Regions from separate parts of the Muntiacus reevesi genome. Here region 2 is linked to region 1. The links are chromatin contacts, called in public Hi-C maps. All regions are on one chromosome and are shown on one strand. Each heading gives the region's core, a stretch centred on a gene start, on an enhancer-like site or on the middle of the called end of the contact. The rest is flanking DNA. Distances are from core to core; before and after follow the strand shown.

Region 1 (5,759 bases), core at 2,056-4,555:
AGACCTCATATACCCCAACAATCTCCTCTCTAGAGCCTAAGAATTTGGGATATTCGGGATACACACAACATCGACATGCTCTCTCATGCTTCTTCAAGGCGAATTCTGAGAGGAAGCTAACTAAAGCATTTTTCTTTAAGATCATTTATTTCCTCATTCAGCAAACATTTACTTAGTATCTGCTAAGTAGTAGGCTTGTGCTTAGCACAAGGGATACAGTGATGGAAACAACCAGAAAATGCAATCCATTTATGTCATCTTTTTTCCCCACAGTAAATGTGTGTGAAAGCCAAGGGAGAAATCGGCCACCTTTTTAATGAGGAAAAAGAGGCTTGTTTCCCTGGTGGCTCAGCGGTAAAGAATCTGCATGCCAATGCAGGAGACACTGGTTCGATACCTGGGTCAGGAAGATCCCCTAAAGAAGCAAACGGCAACCCACTGCCGTGTTATTGCCTGGGAAATACCATGGAGAGAGAAGCCTGGCTACAGTCCATGGGGTCACAAAAGAGTCAGACACAACTTACTGTCTGAACAACAGAGAGAGGTTTAATGAAGTTTTGGAATTTGCCCAAGATCACACAATTATTAATAGAAAAGGGACAGAACCAGGCTTATCCACTTCTTCCCACACAACCAAGGTACCTTTGGTATCGTCCAGTACAAGCAAAAGAAAGTAAAATATATTAGTACAAATGTGCACCCAGAAATTTTCCTAAATGCTCCTGGGAATGATAAGTAATTTAGTCACAGCGACTTGGTGGTCAAAGCAACTTCTGTTTCGTCATTTGAGTGAGAGTCTCACTCCTGCCACTATCTCTTAGTCTTCAAGCAATTCATATAGTGCTTGAGAGCAGACTCTGACGTCAGACTGTCCTCATATTAATCCCCAATTCTGTTGCTTCCCATCTGTGCAGATCTGGACAACGCACAAGTTCTCTGAATCTCAGATCCCAGGTGTAAAATAGGCCTAATAACAGCAGCATCTTCATAGGATTAAATGACACCAATGAAGCAGAAAACTTAGCAATGGCCTTCTCTTCACACCTGATCTAGTCCTCAACACCCAGTACTACCCCATCCCATGCCTGAGTTTTTCTGTTGCTTTTCACAGCTCGTCTTTCTAAAATTATCTCATTTGCTTGCTTTTATTATGTCTCCCTCACTTACATATAAACTCCAGGATAGTATTTACTTATGGATCATGAGTTGTTCTTGTTTTTTATTCATTATTGTATTTCCTGCACCTAGGGCACTGTCTGGCACACATCAGTAATTCTTAAATGAAGAGTTTAATAAAGGTCTAGGACGATACTTTAGGTCTCAACTTCCTTGTATGCAAAACAGAATATTTATACTCAGATGTTGGAAAGTGCAAAAGATGTAACTGGAAAGCTCTAAGTAGTATCAGAAAGGTGCCACGGAAACTAAAAAGTCTGTCACAGTGCCACAATACAATCTGTGGAACTGATTCAACCCTAAGACAACTCAGTGCTCTAGGTCAAGCCAAAGGCTGCACTCTAGGGAGTGTTGATAAACCGAGGGGGGTGCAAAACGTTAGAGGTGGATGCAAAAACACTACCCCTTCTCTTCCTCTCTTAAACTTCCAACAGTGCACACTCCTCTAGAAAGGTGGCTCTCCACACCTGAAGGGCCCTCAAGAGAGAAATGAGACAAGTGTAGTCAGGGAGCCAAACACCCCCAAAGGGTAGCAGCAACGCTGCAATGACAGCCGTGAACTGACCAGAAAGGGAGGCAACCCGAACCTCCGGCGGGGGCCGGACGGGTGGGTCCCATGGCTTCTCCTCAGTCTAGCCAACCTCCCCCACCCCCGCTGGCAATAAGCAGGAGAAGGAGGGGACACACTCCCCCGTTCCAGCCTGGTGCCCAGAGCATGAAGCGCGTCGGGGACAAGTTCCCAGCGTGGCCAGCAAACTCACCTCAGCCGCCGGCCCCACCTCCGCTCACATTCCGGCCCCGCCGCCTTCCCCCCGCCCCCCCAGGCCCTTTGTTTTGATTCCCGACTCCGCAGCTCCCGCCGCCGCCGCCAAGCGCACCCTCCACTTCCGCTTCCGCACCGCACCGCCCCTGTCGCAAAACCGACGCCCTTCTTTCCCCATGGCTCCGCCCCTTCCTCCGCCCCTCCCCCGCTGCCGCGTCCTCGCCGCGCGGGGCGTGCTGGGAACCCCGGGGGGGGCGGGGCCTCGCGGCCCTGCAGCCTCGTCAGGCTCAGTCCCCTCCCGATAAACCTCTAAATAGGGACCTTCCCGGGGGGCTACCTCGGCTTTTTTGGCGAAAACCCCCAGTTTATGGAGGCTTTGATCCTGGCTTATCGTTGTGGCGTGGAACGGAACCCCAAAGAAGAGAATTAGCGTGCTTGTGAGGCGGAACCCGGGGAAAAAACCTGCGAACCGGGATTTGATACCATTCAGCTCTTTCGGTCTTTTGAGGGAAGGCGATTTAAGAGGGATTTCGAAGAAAAACCCGATCGTTTGGCATTTTTTCTCTTACTCGCTCTTGTCACGTGATGGTCCTATTAAAAAAAAGAAAAACTAAACTAAATGACGCCTGTTTGTTATAGCGTCCTTCATCTAGTGCAACCTAGTGGTGAGCGGAAAAAAATAAAAATAACTGCCAGCTGGGCTTCCCGCGAGGTCCTTCGGGCCGGCAGGGCTCCTCGGGAAGTTGTGATCCGGCTGGCAAAAATAAAGCCTGTACGAAGACTAGGCTGGATTGTGTCACCAACAACTAAGAGGTCCTCGTGACTTAAGTAAAAAAAAAAAAAAGATTCTTTTAAAGTTCTGGTCCAAAGCTCGTTACAAATGAATACTTTTATAACTGCAAAAGCCTTGTGAAGCCAGGAACAGTCTATGTTTTAGTGGCTAGATTTGCCGTGTTTGGGGGGGTTTTTTGGGGGGGGGGCGGCGGTGTTTTGGGTTTTTTGGCTGCACATTCTTTACTTTTATTTGAAATTATAAAAAAATTTTTTTTCTTTTACGTAGGCAAAACATACATTTCTGAAACTGTCAGCTGTTCACTATTTCCTGTTGCAAATTAGGAGAAAAACAAAGCACATATTTAAATCTAGACATAGTTTAGGATGCAGTAGTCGACTGCAGCGTAAAAGTTTATGTCTGAAGTTTGCTAAGAAACAGGTTAACCTTGCAAAAGGATCAGTAGGTTAAAAATGGCCAAAAGAGAACTTTTTTCTCCCTGAAGTATGTAATGTGAGGCAACCTCATTAGGCAATCCACGTTAAATAGGGGAGATTTCAGGGGAAGCTAATACATCCTTGTAGACTTTTTTTTTTTTGTAGACAGGCATTGTGGAGGGCAAGATCAAACACGTGGCTGAAGAAACCTTTGTACTGGTAGTCCATTTTCCAGAGGGCCGATGACAAGTTCACACATCATCTGCCTGCTCAGGTATTTATTACTGCTGAGTAAATCTTCATTGTATCTGTGTGTGGGGAGCATTCTCCAAGTGGGAATTAGGACTGATGAAAAGCAACCCTGTTTCTAGCGTTTTTTTCAGAGTACCAAAAAATTCGCTTCTCAAAGAGGTATTTTTTTCCTTCCTTTCTATTCTTTCTAGTGAGTATCTCTGAATACAGATAGTATTAACTAAAAATATAAAAGGAAGCCAAATAATTGTGAAATTTTTAATTGCTTTAAAAAAAAGGTTTAGCCATAAAATAAAGAGCAGACACATGTCTGACATTGCCAGAGCTGTGCCTGGTGTTAACAGGTAAATAAAATTCAGTAAATAAAAACAAACCAATCATACTAAATGGAAGGCTAATGAAAAGTTTGAATTACAAATAGTTTTTAAAGACATAACTCTTTATTATTTCCTATAGAAAACTAGCCTAAACTACACTCACCCTTGGAAACACAATTATGCATTAACATGTAATTTGATGCTTGTGAAAGGGTTTGTTTTTTTTTTTTAACATTTTTCTTAAGATATGTTTTGCTCCAATACTTTGGCCACCTGATGCGAAGAACTGACTCATTGGAAAAAAAAAAAAGAAAAAAAAGAAAAAAAAAAAATGTTTTCTCAAGCACAGCCTCTGTGAATCTATTTCTTTGATGGGCAAACTCTTTGAATAGAAAGTAAGAGTACCTCTCAGTTACCTGCCCTGTCCATATTATAATCTTCATGTTTATGAAACCAAGATTAAGATTTACTTTTGTGCAATTTCAATGGCTGTTACATTCAATCCAGCTCCTAAATTAATCTAGCTGCCACAAAAGGCGTTTCTCCTCCAGCTACTTCTATGTTATGGTTAGTGTTTTGAAATGATAAATTATGATGGAAGGATTTAAGCAAGAGAAACCCAGCTTTCTGCTCAGTAATGTCTGAACGCTCCAAGGAAAACAAACTGAACAAAGAGAACAAAGTTTTTAAGTATATCAAAATTTCCCTTTCATTTTTTTCAAGGTTTTACCCAATAACAAACCCATTTACCTAAACATATTCCTGAGAGAAGTTTAATGATAATCACTTCAATGTCTTTTTCCTTTTATTTAATGGAAAAATGAAGAAAATTGAAAACCAAGTAGTTTAAATGATAATGTCATTTAGTCAGTACTGATAAGTTCATCAACGTGTGTTTCAGTTTATGTTAAATAGTTGGGGAGGGGGTGGGCGTGGTGGTGATTATTCTCTCCCAGAAACCTCACAGAATGGTGAGGTTCTGGAAAGGACAGAGCAAAAGTGACAAGAGGATGCAAATCATTTATTAGCATCTGGGGTCAGGATGGATGTTTCCTAAAACACATTTTGATACCTTTCTTAACGCTGTTGATGTAGGTGGTAGATCCCTTTTGTGTCTCTGAGCTGCTTTCAGGAACTAGCAAGGAGTCAAAGAAGAATTAGGGTTTTCCTGGTGTCTCAGAGGTAAAAGAATCTGCCTGCAATGCAGGAGACCCCAAGACACAGGATCCATCCCTGGGTCTGAAAGACCCCTTGGAGGAGGAAAAGGCAACCTATATATACTGGAGCTATATATATCTCCAGTATTCTTGCCTGGAGAATCCTATGGACAGAGGAGCTTGGTGGGCTACAGCCCATGGGGTCGCTAAAGAGGTGGAAATGACTGAGTGACTTAACAACAAAGAGGAATTCAAGGCCATTCTTAACCATGACAGGGATACAGGAGGGATTCCATGTCTAGTTGGAGGCCTCAAAGTAGCCAAGATCTCTCTGCCTCCAGTATCGTGACAAAGAACACTGGTTAGGAGTCAAACATACCCAGCCTTACAGCCTGATTTGTTATTGACTATTTGTTATTGTTGAGACCTTGGACAATGCATTTAAACTTCCTACACTTTTGCTTTCTCATCTTTAAAATGAAGACAATAAAAGTTCTTACCTGTGGTTCTCATCATCTGGGTCTCAGCTCCATTGTAACCTGGTATAGTGGCCTTCCCTGACATTCTATCTGAAGGGACCTCTCCCAGCCCCTTTCTATTACATGACCTTGCTTTAGTCACAGCACTAATTAGCATCTGAAATTAATTCACATTTTCTGTTTGCTGATTTAGTGTCCTTAATACTACAAGCCCTTTGAAAACAGGTGTCTTGTCTGACACTTATTGTGCTATAAGTGAGCGCTCAGTAAAAATTTATAAACCTACTTGGTGAACAAGTAGGACTGCTGCGAAACCCACATCAAGAAATTAGTATTATGCCTGACACAGACGGTGGTGGTTTAGTCACAAAGTGGTGTCTGTCGCTTGCCACCCCATGGACTGTAG
Region 2 (5,759 bases), core at 1,402-3,901, 190 kb after region 1:
AGCCCAGGGACTGTATTCATGTAGGCATGGACATGAAACTTTTTTTAAGCTTTGATAAACAATAAAAATCTGGGTCATATGATTAAAGGGATAAATCTAGACTAGACTTTAACCTTCCTTGCTCTTTACATTTAGATCAGCTCCTCAACCTTTCTTTGCAGGGAGGTTAAAAGTAGTTATCACCCAATCAGACTGTGTAACAGGCCCATGAAGGGAAGGGAAGGTACAGTTTTATTCTGTTGGAATCATTACTAAACCCCTGTTCTCTAATTCCATCTTTGGAAATTAAACAGAGATTCCCCCCTATACATATCCAATTACTCTGTATATGCATACAGCATAGCCTCAAATTCAGCAGAGAAATGAGAATTAAGAAGCTGGACTTCCCTGGTGGTCCAGTGGTTAAGAGTCTGCCTGCCACCACAGGAAACACAGGTTTGACCCCTGGGGCAGGAATATTCCACATGCCACGTGGCAACTAAGCCCATGTGCCACAACTACTGAGTCTGCTCTAGATTCCATGCTCTGCAACTAGAGAAGCCTCAGAAAGGAGAAGCCAGCCCACCACAACTAGACACACTCACTGCAACTTGAGAAAGCCCGCACACAGCAGTGAAGACCCAGAGCAGCCAAAAACAAAAATAACCAGGAAAAGAATTTGGAGTTAGGAACCTTGCATGTCATCACTACCTCAGAGCTAGATCACTAACTCTTGCCTCACTTGCCTTCTCCAATATGAGCTCTATGTCTCAGAGGCAGAACCAAGTAAGGCAGGAAAATGTGAAGTGAAAGCGCTTTAAAAAGGTGAAAGCCCAAGTAATATAAATGATTGGCAAACATTTTCATTAGATTTCTCTTGAACACTAGGCACATTCAGAGCTGAGGAATGCAGAAAACACCTAAAGGGCTCCCTATATCTGTGTAATACATCCCTAATCTCCATGCCATTCTGACCTTCACTCTACTATCACGGTTATTAAAACACTGCACCATGACAATTTCTTCAGATAGAGCTTCTTAATCTGGTTTATATCCTCGGAGTGAAAGTGGTGAAAGTGAAAGTCGCTCAGTCATGTGGGGCTCTTTGCTACCCCATGGACTAAACAATCTTTTACCAAAATTGTAAAATAATAAACAATAGGAAACACAGTGTGCTGTGTGCTAAGTCACTTCAGTCATATTGGACTCTCTGCACCTCTGTGAACCATAGCCTACAGGCTCCTTTCTCCATGGCATTTTCCAGGCAAGAACACTGGAGTGGGTTGCCATGCCCTCCTCCAGGGGATCTTCCTGACCCAAGGATCAAACCTGAATCTCTTTCCTGAATTGGCAGCAGGTTCTTTACTAGTTGTAAATCCTCAGAAGTAGCATGCAACATTACAGGTGATGTGTGTTTCCTGGGGAGAGGGTACACCAACTCATGTCGAGTGTGTGCTTGTGGATAGAGGTGTGCCTCTTTTTTTTGGCCCCACTGTGTGATCTTAGTTCCCTGACCAGGGAGAGAACCTGTGCCGGCTGCACAGTGTGTGTATGGCGGGGGGTAGGGGGGTGGTGTCACTGCACCAGGGAAATCCTAAAGGTATGCCTTTTTAATGACTGTTCAACAGCCTGAGGCCACAAATATACATTTATATCAATAGTAACTGAATCGTACTCTCAAATCATTTTCTCCAACAAATCTCTAGGAATCATTGATTTAGAGCCTAAATTTCCCGAAAACTGGAACTGGTCTTACTAGCAGATACTGAGTATCACTCAGTAACGAAAACCTGCAGACCCTGTGCAGCATCTCCCAAGTTCTTACTCTCTGCCTTTTTCTAGCTAAATTACTTAGGGTGAGCTGTTTCACCTCTCAGCGCCTCAATTTTCTAATCTCTGAAATAGGCATAAAGTTGTTATACGAAATCAATTAGGTAACACAGGGGTTGGGTAGTGCCTGACTAATAACCATAATTACTATTACTTGTCTGGACATCTGCGTCAAAACTAACGGTATACAAATGTTCTCAGCTTAAAAGACTCGACTCTTTGTGGAAATTTTCTTAAAAACACAGGAGAATATGGTCAGGCCAGACACCTTTCTACCTACAGTTTTTCCCCATGGAAAATGGTGACCCACCTCGCGGCTGGTTGTACGGATTCAGGGAGATAGCCAAGGAAACGGTTTACGTTGGGGCCGAACACCAACAGTGGTTGTTTCGGTATAGCAATCAGCAGTCCGGAGGAAAAGGCCAGGTCCAAGGCCTCGCCCCCGGCAGGATCCAGAAAGATGAGCCTGAGCCGCAAGGTGCAGCACTTCAGACCTCTCAGGTACCCGCGGATCCCGGGGCTCCTCCTCCAGTTTAAAGTCGGTTTAAAAACAGACCCCATGCAACCACATCCCTACCCCCTAGAGCCCCGAGGTGCAGCCGCCACACCCGCCGGATGCTCCGCAGGCCCTGACGCCGCAGAACGACCCTGGAACAGGCTGACTTTAGTGTTCCGCGGGTCCTCCTTTCGCCTCATCCTTTTCACAGACTGAAGGCCGACACATTTCACCAGGTAGACCTCCCAGTCGCACTCACCGGCCTTCAACTCGGCGACAGTCGCCATTTTTCAACGGCCGCCGGGGGCGCGCCCCGCCTGTGCGCACGCGCACTTCCGTCCCCGCCGTGGTCTATAGCCAATAGGGGCGCCGCTCTAGCCGTGCCTAGTTCCGCCTCTCTCCATTTATGCTCTCCGAGGTTGGATCGGCGGTGAAGATCCAGAGAGACCCCACCAATCAGCGAGGCGGGAGCTCTAGGCGGGCGCTGAGGGAGTAGGAAGGGGAAGTTGGAGTTGAGGCCGGTAGGAACCGTTACTATGTCGCTGCACCTTAGGGCTTAATAGGCTACTAAACCCTTCGTATCTGCCCTCTGCTCGTCTCTGCAGCCTCAAGCACTAGTTGTTAATAGTTACCATGTATTAAACTTTAGCATGCGTGGGAATCACCTAGAAATTTTCTTAAAATGGATTGCTGGACCCCATCCCTGAAGTTTCTGATTGGATAAATCTGGAGTGAGATCCGAGAACTGCATTTCTGACAGGCTCCTAGATGATACTGATGCTGCCCGTCTTGGGGATCATACCTTGAGAACCACTATATTAAGGACTTACAATGCTCCTGACACTCTTTGAAGCTTTTTGTGCGTTAACATTGATATCTCTTATGATTACTCCACTTCACAAAGGAGTGAAGTGAGTCGGCCAGTCGTGTCAGACTCTCTGTTACCCCATTGACTATACAGTCCATGTAATTCTTCAGGCCAGAATACTAGAGTGGATAGCCTCTGCCTTCTCCAGGGGATCTTCCCAACCCAGGGATCGAACCCAGCTCTCCTGCATTGCAGGCAGATTCTTTACCATCTGAGCCACCAGGGAAGCCCAAGAATACTGGAGTGGGTAGCCTATCCCTTCACCAGCAGATCTTCCCGACCCAGGAATCAAACCAGGGTCTCCTGCATTGCAGGCAGATTCTTTACCTACTGAGCTGTCAGGAAACTGTTTAAAGACTGAAGAGGCATAACTAAGATCACCAGCAAATGGTGGAGAGGCCTCTTGCTCTTCAACGTCTGTTCTCCCCACTGGCGCTTAATACTGGACAGTGCACATAAGGTTTCCAAGAACTAGTTGTGAAGATGATTGATGACAAATAAGCTCTAGCATTCCAAGGAAATGAAAGAGAGAGAGAGAGAGAGGGAGAGGGAGGAAGGAAGAGAAAGAGAGAGGAAGGAAGAGAGAGAGAGAGAGGAAGGAAGAGAGAAGGAGAGAGAGAAAGAAAGAGAGAAGGAGAGAGAGAGAGAAAGAAAGAGAAAGAGAGGAAGAAAGAGAGAAGAGAGAGAAAGGAAGAGAAAGAGAAAGAGAAAGGAAGAGGAAGAGAGAGAGAGGAGAGAGAGAAAAAGAAAGAGAGAGAGAAAGATAGGAAGAAAGAGAAAAAGAGAGAGAGGAAGAGAAAGCGAGAGAGAAAGAGAAAAAGCGAGAGAGAAAGAAAGAGAGGAAGGACGAGAAAGAGAGAGAGGAAGGAAGAGAAAAAGAGAAAGGAAGAGAAAGAGAGAGAGAGAAAGGAAGAGAGGAAGGACAAGAAAGAGAGAGAGAGAGGAAGGAAGGAAGATGGAAATAATGTACCCAAAACTGAGTGTGAGGTTCTATGATTCCAGTTATATATCCGGGAAGATCAACATTTATGACCCAGAAGAGTGCCCCTTAATCACTAGTCTTAACCCAACAATTGATTTTGAAATCTATTAGTATAACCTAATGAACATATTTTCAATGAAATGGAATGGGATGAATAGAAGACAGACGTATTGTTTTCGAAACTTTTGTTTCAGGTCTATTTTGTGTTCTGGTTCCTGCTGTTGTTTCTTGAAGTGGGTGGCAGTCAGGAAAAGCTTGACAGTTATTGTAACCTAGAGGAATCCTGTTCCATACTGAATTCATTTTTACTTCGTGGGACATGGATCTGTTCTGTAACCTTAGGAAGGTCCTATTGGGTCACACTTCCCTGTTCTGTAACACCCACAGTGCCTGAAATCCTAGTGAGCACCTGAAGAGATTTATAAAGATTAACCAACTCCATAGGTAGAATGTTTGAGCTCTTCAGAGAAACATATTTGTGAATATACTGATGAAGAACTCAAGAGAGAGAGGCAAATGATAGTGATTAATAGTAGTAATCATATAATAACTGTTAACATGCATTGCCACTCTGTGGCAGGCACTTCTTTAAGAGCTTTAAGTTCTCACCAACAGCCCTATGAGAGAGATACCCATAGAGCAATTATTGAAAGTAAAATTTCATTTAAAACTGTGAGGATATTGGGTAATACACTGTGTTGGTGAGGATGTGGGGAAACAAGTATTGCCATACCTAGCTTGCAGGCAAGTAAACTGGCCCCACCTTCTCAGAAGTCTTTTTCGCAATACATAATCAACCTTTCACATCCTTTGACCCTTCAATTCTAAGAGTCTATCTTACAGTTATACCTAATTGACTTTTAAAAAATTGCAAGAAATAACAATATCATCAGAAAGGGGAATCGGTTCAGTTCAGTTGCTCAGTCGTGTCTGACTCTTTGCAACCCCATGGACTCCAGGGAGCATGCCAGACCATGCTGTCCATCAACAACTCCCGGAGTTTACCCAAACTCATGTCCACTGAGTCAGTGATGCCATCTAACCATCTCATCCATCCTCTGTCATCCCCTTCTCCTCCCACCTTCAATCTTTCCCAGCATTGGGAGTTTTTTTTCCAATGAGTCAGTTCTTTGCATCAGGTGACCAATGTATTGGAGTTTCAGATTCAGCATCAGTCCTTCCAATGAACATTCAGTACTGATTTCCTTCAGGATGGACTGGCTGGAGTTCCTTGCAGTCCAAGGGACTCTCAAGAGTCTTCTCCAGCACCACAGTTTAAAAGCATCAATTCTTCGGTGCTCAGCTTTCTTTATAGTCCAACTCTTGCATCCATACATGACTACTGGAAAAACCATAGCTTTGACTAGACGGATCTTTGTTGACAAAGTAATGTCTCTGCTTTTTAATATGCTCTCTAACTTGGTCATAACTTTCCTTCCAAAGGAGTAAGCATCTTTTAATTTCATGGCTGCAGTCACCATCTGCAGTGATTTTGGAGCCCAGAAAAATAGTCTGTCACTGTTTCCACTGTATCCCCATCTATTTGCCATGAAGTGATGGGACCAGATTCCATGATCTTAGTTTTCTGAATGTTGAGTTTTAAG

What was found. Hi-C and Micro-C count contacts between places; a contact is called where the count stands out from the background.
Region 2: a Hi-C map of muscle shows a contact between it and region 1, with 5 times the contacts expected there. The contact joins the promoter of CEP20 here to the promoter of NDE1 in region 1. A contact is called at or near these places in 2 of 3 Hi-C or Micro-C datasets (blood and muscle).

Annotation. Positions count from the first base shown.
Region 1 is chr2:192,944,529-192,950,287 of mMunRee1.1, forward strand. It overlaps NDE1 (nudE neurodevelopment protein 1), which reads left to right and starts at 3,306. Exons shown (of 9, transcript XM_065924393.1): 1 at 3,306-3,422. It overlaps MARF1 (meiosis regulator and mRNA stability factor 1), which reads right to left and starts at 2,020. Exons shown (of 27, transcript XM_065924389.1): 1 at 1,938-2,020.
Region 2 is chr2:193,132,243-193,138,001 of mMunRee1.1, forward strand. CEP20 (centrosomal protein 20) reads right to left here and starts at 2,652. Exons shown (of 4, transcript XM_065924402.1): 1 at 2,565-2,652. The coding sequence starts at 2,592.